Regions from separate parts of the Drosophila melanogaster genome. Here region 1 is linked to region 2. Evidence: chromatin contacts called from public Hi-C data. All regions are on one chromosome and are shown on one strand. The core of a region is the stretch at or near the end of the contact, and the rest is flanking DNA. Distances in the headings are between cores, read along the strand shown.

Region 1 (7,222 bases), core at 409-2,908, 5.3 Mb after region 2:
CTGTTACCGCTGCTGCTCCTGTTACCGCTGCTGCTCCTGTTACCGCTGCTGCTCCTGTTACCGCTGCTGCTCCTACTCCATTTCCGTTGACCACTCCCATCTCATTCAGACTGGCTATGGAGGAACTTATTGAGTTAAGACGACTGACCAGAATCTGAGTGAGATTATCGCACTGAGTACGTGGATCTTCGCTGGCAACTGCCTTTTCGGCATCCGAATTGTCGGTCATCGTAAGTAGATGGGTCATTAGCGAGTGCCTCATGTGCGGATCGCACTTGGTCAACGTGAGTTTCCTGTACAGCTCATTGAAGTGATCCGACACAGTTTTGCCCTCCTCCTTCTTATTCCGGGCGCTCAGCAGTTTCATTATCTTCTGGACACATTCGCGCTCAGTCAACATATTTGAGTCCCGAATGACCCGACTATTGGCGGCAATCATTTTGCTTAAATGATCCATTGCTTTTTCTGCAAAAGATTGAACAAAGTGCATTAAAACAAGGGCAATGAAGCCTACAATTATGTATAGTGTCTAGTGTATGTGTTGCATTACGTATCCTTAGATTCATTGATTTGGAAATTGTACGTATTGAGGACCTTGAGGATCTAAGAAACTTGCTCATACTTTTATAGTTAAGTATATGTGATCAATAGTCATTTAAAAACAATTCAAAACTATCTACTTTCGGATAAATATCTTTGAATACTTTGAATTGTTTGTGGGATATATACATTAATTTTGAACATTTACGACTATGCAACACACTTTGGCAATGGTTATTGCTACATTTAATCTAGAACTATAAAAATATAAGTATATGTATTGTTAGTTGCATATCTCAAGGACTCTCTGTTTGAAAATGCCATGAAATATGTTGAGTTTCTGGGATTAACTATAATCCTGAAGCACGTGGTCGATTCCCAAGGGTGGAGGCCTTCTTCCCGGAATGCCAGAGCAGTCCGTATGCCTTGCGTGCCTGGACAGCCAGTGAGTGATTGCACATTCCCAAATCTCACCGTGAACTTCGGGCATCTGCTTGCCCTTGATGCAGATGATCATCTCGTTAATGATATTCGATATATCAGTGGAATTGGTTGCCACATCGATGCCGGCGATCCTGTCCTGCGACATCCTGGTGCACTGAATTGTTCATAAATATCCAATCAAGCGCGCGTTAAACAGCCGATTTTGGATGGCTTGGTAATTGCGAAGTGGACAACAACTGTTGGCCAATGGCAAACGCACAGCTGTTCCCTGGCTATAATACGGCGTGCAGTCACTGGCAATTGTTCGGGATGCGTGAAATCTTCGACAGATAGGACAAAAACGCATCCAATTGGCGCGTACTTCATACAAATAATTTATTAAAATTATTTAGTGCAGTGTTACCGAATCTGGGAAACTTGACAAGGCAAAGTCCTAGCCGCTGGCGGGCACACACTGGCCGAAGGTGCAGCGATCTGGCAGCGCTCGTCTGCAATAGGCTATGCCATTTTGATTATCGTTCTACATTTTACTATAAAAATGTATTTCTGTCGGAATGTTACTGAATGTAGCATTTTTGTATAACAGTTATGTTTAGAAGTGCAGCTTTCAGCTTTTATGTTAATTCCATTGCAAACATCTGACAGCTCTGGGGCCGCAAACGTTTCCAACTCTCACTCGCCTGGTCACACTGTCCGTTTTGCATTTGCAATTGCTTGTAAGCAAAAATGGTAAACTTTAAAATTGTTAATATTTAATATAAAGGCTGAAGACATAGATGAGACTGACCAACTGCGTTTCGCCATGGAGCACACCAACGGCTGTAATTGGCTACAAGTCGTGTTTGATACCTACTGCTGGGGGAGTTAAAGCTTAAGGTGCTGCAAGGATGTCTTGGAATTCCAATGGACAAGGACTTTCCTTCGTCGCAATGGGCCATCAGCAGCTGGATGCGGTGGAGCAGTACCTGGAGCAGCCAACCCAACTACCTAGCAATATGTGGGCTAATCCTGAGCCCCAGAAATCAAGCTGGAACCACCGAGTGAACCGGTGACCAAGAAGGATTCTTCGCCACCAGATTTGAACGCGAAATAATATGTGAAATAATATATAATGTATATAATGTGTATTGAAACAGAAACCTCCGGTATTTAATTTAGAACATAGTTAAACTCTCATCCGGTTTACCTTACTCACTTCTATACGTAATTGCATTTAATATCCGGAGATTTCTGTAACGAAAAAAAAGCAAAATAAATGTTGGCCCGATCCTAAATTATTTCCAACTAAATAAACGAATTTGCCCATTGAAAACGCATTAAAATATGTTTTTAATTTTTATTTTTGATGTATATTTTCTGCTTTTAACACATTAGTTTATATATATATATATGTAGATATATATATTAAATATATATAGATGTGTGGGCGCGCATTTTTAAGAATATGTCGAATTTTGTTTCTTCATGAAGTGTGAACATTTTAAAATATAAGTGCGGCGAAAACAAAGTCTTTTTCTTATCATATAAAATGCAGCTTTTATTCAATCAAAAAAAAAAAAAAGCAAGCAGAATAAGATGAATCCGTGGGTAAATATACGTATAAAGTAAAATTAAGCTTAATTATGTTAGTCTTCTGACACACAAAGTTACAAAAAAATTAAGGAAAATCATGTTTTCGATGCGCATAGGAATATTATAAATGTTTTTCTCAATTTCAAGTCAATGGAATTTGTTTTGTGTAATCATCAGAGTTTTGATTGCGTTGATAGCATAAATCATCATCATTGGTTCGTTCCAAATACAAGTTATTCAATCAATTCAATCAACCCAAGAGGTGTGTGTGAGTGTGTGTGTACGAGTGCCTATAACAGTTTCATGTAAATAATATGCTTTGATTTCATGTGGCATAATGACGGTCGTGCTAAGTACGCCCACTCGCATCCTTTATGTGAGATCCTAGCCACAAAAAGCGACCCATCTCTGTTCCTGTTGCTCCTGCTCGTGGTTCCCCGCATACTTTTGGCTGGATTCTTCTTTCTTTTTCTTTTTTTTGTGATCGTTTCACTCATATCTCCTTTTTTAACAAATATTTAAAATATACTTTCGAATTACGCTGGTAGTTACATGTAGGTAAGATATACGTTGTAGGTGTTTATGTAGTATAATAATGAATATAGTTTAAACGGAGATCAAATTCCGATTGATTGTTTGTTTTTTTGTGGTTTTTTTTTTTTGCTTGTTTTTGTTTTTCGTTTGTGTCCTTATCTGGATTCTGAGGATAAGTTCTTTTTATCAAGTTTGCGACAAATTCTTCATATCGTCTTTTGTTTCTTATAAATGGTGTATTTATTCTTTGCGTTCGTATGAATTTTCGTTTTTTTTTTTTGTAATTTGGTGTTTTTTTTTTTGTTTTTGTTTAATGTTTGCTTCTCTCTTGTTGCTCCTCTAGTTGTCATTGGGTGGCTGGGGGCAGTGGTCATATAAGCATGTGCAGCATATAACGTCCCCGTTGTCCCTATGATTTAATCACGCATGGTGAAGGTAGTCGGCTTCACGTGGCCGCCGTCGCCCTCCGAAACGAAACGCTTGCGTCCGCTGCAAATATAAAACGGGGAAAATTGATCAGAAATCGGTAACACAATTCGAGTAGTAGTAAATATAATGGCCCTTGAAGTTCGGTAAACAAATCATCATTTTAGCCTGATACACATTTGCTATTGTTAAACAATGTTTTTTTTCTTATTTTTAAAAGACTTTGCAGTGGTGTAGCTTTTCTTAAACAAAGAAATAAATGCATGTGAAATGCAACTGCATAATACTATCTCGTTCTCTTTCTCTCTCTCGCGCTGCCTTACGCACTAAGCAATTACAATTATGCAATGCATTGCCGCTAAAACAAAACAAAAAAAAAACAAATATAATACAAAGAACAAGAAAACAAAGAGGAGAAAACAAAAAACAAGTTGCGAAATGCTTGGCGCAAATTTGGTAACAACAATAACAAGAACAACAACGAATTTGCACAAAAGTTCATTCAACCGTTGACCCTTTTTCGCTCTCTCTCTCTCTATCTCTCCCGTTGGGAGTCTCTCTCTCCCGTTGAGGTTCTCTCTCTCCACTGCTCTCTTTACTGCAACAGCTGTGCAAAAGTAGCGGGTGAACCAAATGCAGTGGGGTGGTGAGAAGGTGGGGAGAGCGAGGTAAATTAAAACTAGTTTTATATATTTAAAGGGGGACACCACCAAGCTGGCCAATCAAAGGATTCTGGCCTAGAAACAAAACAAACAACAACAATGGCAAAAACCAGCTGGAGCCTTAATTGTTGCTACTATAAATATGTGACCAAGTGGGGTACTAAATGCAGAAATATACATACATATCTATTTATAAACACAAACACACACACAAGTGCACTGGTGTAGAAGAGTCAGTTAAAATTGAGGCAAGATAAGCGCGCGATCAGCAAAGCAAGTAAATACAAGAGTTAAACAAATAACAAAATATATAAAAATAAATCAAAAATAATAAAGCAAAAGCATAAAAGAGCGGAGACCTCAGAAAAAAACCACAGCCAGTTGTAGCGCTGTGCTGGCAGTTTGGCTACTTTATAGATGAAGCATTTGCCATTTTATTACAACTACGATTTCTTTAAGCTAACTAACTAAAAATGATCAAGAACTTGATTCTATACCATACTTTATTAATTTATTTCACATATATTCTTAAAGCGAATATATTGGAGTTATTAGAATATAGCTGGAAAACAGCCAGCACTGGGCCTCATGAACCGTTATGTCTGAGTCTCTTGGCATTGAGTTCAGCTTTAAAAAAAAACCAAAACAGAATGAAAAAAACAACTTTTGCAGTTGTAGTTGCGTTGGCGTCAAATGCAGTTGTTGTTGGGTGTAAAATGAGCGGTGTTTGTGCTGTTGTGCCTTTGCGGCTGCTGCAGTTTGTTGCTATTCTAGTCGCTGTTGCAGTTGTTGTTATTGCATTTGTGGCTGTCGCGCGCTGTGGCAAAGTGCAATAGCCGCTGTCAAGGCGAAATGCAAATGCAAATGCAGTTATAGTAGTGGCAGTAACAACAACGACAGCAGCAACAACAGCAGCACTACTAAAGTGGGAGTGGCAGAGCAGGTCGATAACAGCAACTTGGCAGCCATGTTTACCTTCGCACAAACACTAAAAACAAAACAAAACAAAAAGCAACAACAACACGCCAAGACGATCTTGAGCCACATGCAGGTTGTTGCACCAACAAACAACAACAGAATTCATAATAAAGTCCAAGCAAAACAACAACAATTCAGCAATGCAAAGTTTGCCGTGATAAAAAACCAATCGATAAGAGACGTCCAGCCACATTCACCCCACCAAACCCCTCCCAAACAATCCCTACGTTGCACATGTTCACACGATGGAAGAATATGGATTTTTAATTACCCTTTTGCCAGGCCTATGCATTAAATAAAAGTATTGTTGAAATAACGTAATAATAATAACCCGCATGCTAGCATTATACCAAGTAAATCTGTTAAATAGTAATAATTACGATAATACCAAAGGGATTCAGGATCCCGAAAATCCAACGCAACTTTAGAACGTCGTATTAGAAATTACCAATTGAAAACAGAAGTCCTCTTATGTTTGCATCTGCATCTGTGCATACCCGTATACTTATGTATATACATACATACATATGTATGCATAACCAGTCACACAGTTACGATTTCCCATCAACTCATAGCAAAAACACAACCATAAACCATAAAGAAACAGAAAGTGGGAAAATAATAAAGCTGATCGCAGAAAAAGTGGAGGCAAGCAAGAACTCGGAATAAAGAATAAATATACATAACTAGCCGGCACCTGATAAACCGGCACAACAGCATAAACAATAAGAAAATACGCAACACAAATATACAAAAAAAAAAAAAAACGAAAAAGAACCAAAAGCAATCGGCGACTGCCTCAACGGATGACGCGAAGTATGTACATACACAAATGTTAAGTTAATTCCAAAATGCGAAACTAAACTGCGCAATAGAAAATTCATAAACAAACATACAAATACATATACACCCAAACAAAACACGTCTGCATGTATGTAATAGCCGTCGCCTATGTATGTATAAGAAAATCAGCCAAAAGCACAAAAAAAACGAAGACGCCAAAAAAAAAATAGGAGAACAATAAACAAGTCGAAGCCGGCAAAAACACAAAATAAACACGTATGTATGTATGTACATACATGCATGCACATTTCAGCACAGCAGCGGTTAAAATAATAGCAATTCAACTTCATTCTATAAAGAACGAAATATATTAACTAGTTTTTAAAAACGATAAAAAATATGTACTTTAAAGTGTAATCCTAATTATTTATATATCTCAATGTCATCATATCATATTTATTTGATCATTACATATTTACATATGTATGTGTCCAATACTGTTTACACTCATAGGCGAAAATTAGAACAAACGAATGGCCTCCATAAATCTTTAGCTATGTAAGTCTACCCTTCGCCAAAAATAGAATAATCAAGCAAAATCATAACAAAATCGACAATTAGTTCATTTTGCTATCAAACCGAATGCCAAGGTCTTATTAACAATTAATCCACACCTTTAATTATGTATGTATATATGTACATGTATGTAAGTACAAACATAGCTGACGATCTGATCGATAGACCCGCCGCTTTTTATGGAGACTATAAGTATATTGAGTTTTAAGATTGTAAACAACAATGTATGTATGTACGTATAGCCCCAGTTTATAGGGGGTACACTACTACTTTGGGGGCGTGTTGTCTTTATAGCTGCTACGATTACGTAAACACGTCTCGCTCTCATTACTAAGTATACTTTTCTTGCAGGTAGTGGGATTTGTGTGTTTGTATACAAAGGTGAGCCTGCTCATCGTTTCAGTACCAGTTGATAATCTTATTTCTGATCATATGATTAAATCAAACAAACAGCACTTGAAATCCATTCCACACATCCCAACCTTAAAAAGGGTTTCCCCATATCCTTAAGGACTAAACACCAAAACTTACCGCGATGGCACATTGTTTATAATCTTGTCGGTTAGGAATCCGGCGCGATTGCAGCGCTCGACGAAGCGATCGAGTATTATATAGGCCAGGGGCACATCCAAAACGATGTCGGCCATGTCGTCGAAGGCGCGCAAGAAACCCTAAAGGATTAGAGATAGTTAATTGTCGTGGATTGA
Region 2 (6,290 bases), core at 974-3,473:
CGTCGACGCAGCGCCGAAACGCAGATATATTTTTTTTTGTTAATTCTTTTGGAGCAAGCAAGTTCTTCTTCAGCGAGCAAAAAATAAATGAAATGCAGCCGCCGCACAACATGATATGCAGATTAATTTAAACAAAACAGCGATCGAACTACCGCGGGTGGGGGTTCTTTTTATCACTATATTTGACAACAATTTGTATACTGTTTTTATTTGTTGCCGTTGTTTTACCTTTTGGTCAGTCATATATGCAGATATATGTATATATATATATATGTATATCTTCATAAATGCACATGAGAATTCGCGGAACGGAACACACTATAGAAACGTTAAGCAGCGGCAGTAGCAGCAACAAGAACAACAGCAGCAACAACAACTACTACAACGAACAGAGACGACGTCGAAGGAAAGATTTTTACTCGCGTCGCGGTATACTTCAACTGTTTTTGAACTTTTATTGCGTGTTTGCTGCTGCGACAAAACTTGCGCGGCGCCACAAAGCGGAGAAAACGTTGACCGCGTGTGTGTGGCGGAGAGCATGCGCTCTCTCGCCCGTATACGTATACGCGCTGTTGTGCGGTGGTGTGCGTGTCTGCGCCAGTCGGTACGCGATTTCAGTTGCGCCGCCCGTTTCGCTCGCGTTTATCGCGACTCACACACTGAAGTGAAGGCGGGCGACAAGCGCTGCCATTGCCAATGCCACAGTGTTGTCCGTTGTTCGCCGCGTTCGCTCTCGCCGCAACTCGAGTCGATATGCCCGAATTCGCCGCCGCGCCTGGCTGTGTGTGACTTGCTTGCTCCAAATTTAGACGAACCCTCATTGTTTTCCTCCCCTGTCTCAGTTTAGAGTTTTAACTAAAAAAGATCACAAGCCAAAAAAAAAAAAAACAAAGAGAAACCTAAAGAAATATCAACCAAAAGTGTGCAAAATCCAAAAGATTCTACAATCCGAATCGAAAACAAAAACATAAGAACCACAAAAGCAGCAGCAGAAAGAGACACAGAGAGCAGCGAAAACTTAACTGCGAATTCAGCGGCTGAAGCAAAGCAGCGGAGCCCAAGTGCAAGCGAGACGGCAGCAGAGCTCCGCTGCAAGGCAACGGGATAGAAAGAGAGATAAATAGAGAGACAGCGCAGCAGCGATATAGAGTGAGAGCAGGCGGGAGAGCGAGTAGCGGCAGCGACAGCAACACAGCCACAAAAGAGATCGTGAGAGGGAGGGAGAGCTAGACGACGACCTACTACACAAAAAAAGGTGATAATTTTTTCATTTCATTCTTTTTACCTTTTGATTTTTCTTTCTTTACCCCCTTCGAATTTCGTTTTAGTTGTATTTTGTGGTATCTATAGTTAACACATCTTGTACGCCTAGTCTAGTTTTAAGTGAAAATCGTACGAATCGTACGTACCAAGAAATGCCAAAGCAAATAATGTAACTTGCTCTCTCTCTCCCTCGCACACTTCCTCTAGCTCTCGCTCTCATTTCATAACTCGTTTTCCATAAATTTCATATATATTTTATTCAGTTGTATATTTCTTTGTTCACCCCACTAAGAATCAAACGCCTTTCCTAATTCTCGTCCAAAAAGTCCAATCAATTCAAAATCATTACGAATTTCGATTTGCAGCTTTGTAGCTCACTTTCATTGAAACCACAAAGAAATAAATGAGAGAGAGAGAGTGTGAACATTTAACAGTAACGAGGGCTGTTATTAACATTTCAGCGGTGCGTAAAAGAAACCAATAAACATTAACAAAAAAAAAAAAAGAGAGTTGCTAAAAACCAAACAAAAATGTCTGCATTTTTCAATCCTTTCGAGTGTGTTTTGTGGGCGGGCTGACGTCTGACATCACGCGGGGCTGCTTCTTTTGCTCCTAGTTACTTTTCTTGGCCCAGAGCTGTGTGGAACAAGTCATAGTAAGAAAGTATCGTTGGTTTACAATGGGCACATTGGAACACTCTTCTATGGAAAGTGCACCACTTGCCCACTGTGTTTTTTCTCTCTTTTTCGCTGCCCCAGCGGCAAATCTTTATCCTTTCGCATCGAATTCGCCATCTAACAGTGTGCGTTAACATGAAAGCGCTAACAGCGGCAGGGCAGCCAGAGCCACAAGGCGAAAGGGTGAGGGGGAGAGTTAGTCAGTGGATGAGTGTTCGCCAGCAAATCGTAATATACTTTTGTAACAGACCACTGCTTCGGGCCGCGCTGGCGGCAGACTGAACCGCGTTGTCACACATTCAAAATTTCAACAAACTTCGCTACGCTGCCGACGTCGACGTCCCCACGCCAAGTTAACCAAGCGAGTGTGAGCGAGTATTGGGCTCTTGAATTCGCCTCACGCTCACTTGTCGCTTTGTCGCCGGCCGCTCTCCGTCTCGCTCTCGTTTTCGGGGAATAATTTCAATGATTTTTCTTTCCTTTGAAAAGAAGTTTCTAGCAGTTGTAGTTGTAGTCGCCCATGGGCTTAGATTGTATTTTTTATGTTGCTCTTCGTTCGTAAATTTCATTTAGTTTGGATATTTTATCATTTTACGAGGGGTTTTAGGCAGTTTTTACTCGATATTTGTACATTTTTGCACTTGTAGTTTCCGCAAGTTATGGTTTTGTTGCGGCATAGCTTAAGTTTTCCCCCACAAATGTTAAATTGAGTGGGTTTTTAAGCATTTTATCATATTTTTTGTAGGGTTTCTTTCAGGTATACGCTGTTAACTATAGGAGAAATATTGTTTTCAAAGTAACAAGTACTTATGTATGTGATTTTTGCCACTTTCGTACATTTTAGACAAATCAATGAATATTTCTCATTTTCAACATATTCTATTATACAATGACTAGCTGAAATACAGAGGTGGTCAAAAGTATTTACAGTATTGAAGTATTTTTGACCACCTCTGTATTTAGCCTTCATTGGTGGTCGTTCATATAATGTTGTTTCCCCACTATCTTATCTCTTTTGATTGGATTTCACATGTTTAAGGGGTCAAAATGAGTGTATTTTTCAATGCTCAATTCGCTTCCGTTTTCAGCATGCTTACTCACGCACACACTTGTGCGCTTTAAACGCTTACGGTTCTGTGTGTGCGTGTATGTAAATGTCTAATACTTGTGTCAATTTTCCCTAGTGATGTAATAGATTTTTTAGGTGCGGCTTTTTTTCCGCCTTCATTCGCTCTGCCATGTTCCACACTTTTTCATGCTCTTTAATATTATTTTTTTTAGTTTGCCAACGAGGTCAGACTGGCACAAATACACATGCAAATGCACGTGCATATGAGTGCGCGCACACAGAGACATCCCTAAATAAATCGCAGTTTGCAGTTCTCCCTTCCACCCTTGCTCTTCTGTCTCTCGTTTGTCTACCTTTCATATGCCCTACCTGTAAGCGATCGCTGTTGTTGTTACTGTTAAATGAATCTGTTACACTCCTCTTCTTTCTTAAAACCTTACTTCCGGCTTGATCATCTCATGCTCTCCCTCCTCTCGCTCTTTCTCACTGTTTCTGCATAAATAAGTTGCCCGCATTTTGTTGTTATCGCTAAATTCTAGTGTATGTGTGTGTGCTGGTTGGGTGTATCTGTATCAGCTTGTAGTATTTCTAAGCCTTGTTTTGGTTTCACGCCCTTTTTATTTAATTATCTGTAGAATGTGCGGCGACCCAGAGATTCCGATTCCGTTATCCCTCATTAAGAAAAGTAAACACCTGCCATAATATGTAAACATTACGCATTTACATATGTATGTACATACATGTACATACACACTATAAACCAAAGAGATTGCCGTTATTGTATTACGAATTTTAAGAATCAAGCTCATCCTAGTAATTGTTAATGTTTGTTTCATTATTTACTGGTCTGGCTACTCTTTTGGTTTGTAATATTAAAAGTAAGTGCGACTTTTCCTTCTCTGCGGTCGCATTTTCCAAAAGTAGAACAAAAAGCATTGGCTTAACCCCTTTTGTTCCCCCCATTTTCCGACCGATTGAAATACGCAAATGATTGATGTAACTTTGTTAGTGCTCGCTTCCTTTGCCTTTAAATTAAGCCCATTAAAATTAATTAAGATATTGACCCAGTTCGCTGGCAGTCGTCGGAAAAGCGTCGGCACAGAAACAAAATTGTTTCAAGTGCCTGACATTTTTACATTAAAGCGACATGACGTCATTAGATGAACTTGTTGTGCTCACTTTGCTTGTGTTTGTTGGTTTCTGCTGGAAAACGAGCATAAGCAGTTAATAATTGGCAGTGATTGCAATAAATGCAAATATGTATTCTTTTTTAAATGGAGCATGAAAAAAGAATATAAGGGGGAAAATCAGCAGAGATTGCAAATAAAAACTATAAACAAACCACGGAGTACTTTAATTTATATGTATGTATGTATGTGTGTGTACATGCATGTATGTACATTAACTGCGAAATTCCACTGTATTTCATTGGTTTCTTTCTTTCCATACTCGCTGGATGGCGGTAAAAGGGGGAAGGTCTGAGTTAGAAAAACAAATGACTTTAAAGTAATTGTGATAAGGCGATAAGCCACTACCAATTTTTCTGCTTGATAATTGATTTCGAATTCAAACCATTTGTTTATTTTGGGCTGGAAATATTTCAATGCTGTTTCTCTCTGCTCTCGACTTCCACTCTCTTTCTTTTTCCCTCTCTTGCCTTTTTTTGTCACTTCTTTCGTTTCTCATCTTCATCAACCTGTTGTTATTATTGCTTCTTTTTAGTGGGCAATTAAAATGAGCAGAAAAAATAAGAACTAAGATGAAAATGAGCAACGGTAAATTTAACTTGCTTGTGTGAGCGGGATGGCTGTTGTAAAAAATATTAGTTTAAAGTCTGGAACTATCAAATTTGCAAACATATGAATATGTACATATGTATATGTGTATCTATATCTATGTTTTCGTACATATTCAATAATGTAAGCAAGCGAATTTTTGACGTACAAAAACAACCTTGTTTCGGCTTTTTTCGTTTTGTTTTCTTCTCAATGATTTTTTTTTACTCATTTCGCATACATTTCAAAACAAACAATACAAATTCATTGATTTCGACTTTTACTTTCCTCCGCATAACTGTAAATTTTTTGCGCCTTCGCTGTGGTCGCTTTCTTTGTGGCGTCTTCTTCCACGGCAGAACACCAGCGCAAAAGAGAATCGAAATCTTGGACAGAGAGAGAAATAAGTGTGTCATCCACATGCCTTTTATTCAGCTTGACCCCCTTTTTCCCAAAGTGTAATGCGTAAGCACTGAAGGATTAACCATTAAATTTTGCTAAGTATTTTATCACTTCTCTGACGTCAGCCAATAAAAAACTACAACCCAGCCTAAAGCTATAAATGTATGTAAATGTACACATATGTATGTATGTGTCTGTATGTACATATGTATGTATATTGCTTTAATTGATTAACACGCAAAAAGTTGTATTTGTATTTTTAAATGAAGCACAATGAAAATAAAATTACAAGGAGGCACTCAAATCGCAGTCACAGTGGTTTATAATGTTTTTCATAATGTCCTATTACAAATATTGCTGTTCTTGAGACAGTGTTTTACGGTTGAACTCATTGCCAAGGAGCTCAATTTTATAAGTTCGTACATACGAATGTATGCACATGAATACGTACATATGTACATACATACATATGTACTATATTTTTTATTAGTTGTTGGTCAAACACACGCATTGTGGTTACAGCGAGTTAGCAGTTTAGGCAAAACGCAATCAATTAGCACATGGTTTATGCCAACAGCAATGCCACTACGTATTTATAAATATCTGCTCATATATTTACACATACCAATGTATCTTTGTACGTACATACATATGTACATATACTTCGCTTTTCACGAACAACGAACAGTAGCAGCAAGGTCAGCGATAAAAGCTAATTTCCTTTCCGTCTGACTTTTTATCCTGTCTCGCCAGACAGCCACGAAATCCCCCAACTAACTCCCCGAACTTTTCGCTTGATCCCCCCTCACCCGTTGAGTGTATTGATTTCATTATCCTGCTTTTGGTGTTGCCTTTATAATGTGTGACAACTTCCAAATACTCTATAATTTAATTGGGGTTTTTATTATATGCTAATATGGTGTTATATGGTTATGTGCTAATATGGATGTGGATGGTTCTATTTCGCTGTCCCAGTCAATTGTAAACCCATGTTGTAGCTTCCCTCTGGTTTTTAAATACAAAGAACAGTAGCGGTCACAACAATAGTGCAAGAGTCCATGGAAGAAACCTGGTTATGATACGAAAGTCTACCCAAAAATTTCC

Evidence for each region. A called contact is a pair of places that touch in the nucleus more often than the background predicts.
Region 1: a Hi-C map of the Kc167 cell line shows a contact between it and region 2, with 2.2 times the contacts expected there. The contact joins the promoter of lncRNA:CR42861 here to the promoter of lawc in region 2. A contact is called at or near these places in 3 of 107 Hi-C or Micro-C datasets (the Kc167 cell line, embryo and eye imaginal disc).

Annotation. Positions count from the first base shown.
Region 1 is chrX:13,743,270-13,750,491 of dm6, forward strand. lncRNA:CR42861 (long non-coding RNA:CR42861) reads left to right here and starts at 1,659. Exons shown (of 2, transcript NR_037726.1): 1 at 1,659-1,675; 2 at 1,748-2,207. Grip91 (Gamma-tubulin ring protein 91) reads right to left here and starts at 1,414. Exons shown (of 5, transcript NM_080180.4): 1 at 1,015-1,414; 2 at 1-465. The coding sequence starts at 1,129. Pdcd4 (Programmed cell death 4) reads right to left here. Exons shown (of 4, transcript NM_001272604.1): 3 at 7,047-7,186; 4 at 2,308-3,579. The coding sequence ends at 3,507.
Region 2 is chrX:8,409,435-8,415,724 of dm6, forward strand. lawc (leg arista wing complex) reads right to left here and starts at 2,224. Exons shown (of 4, transcript NM_001258650.2): 1 at 229-2,224. The coding sequence starts at 540. The coding sequence ends at 319. It overlaps Trf2 (TATA box binding protein-related factor 2), which reads left to right. Exons shown (of 10, transcript NM_206654.2): 2 at 843-1,255.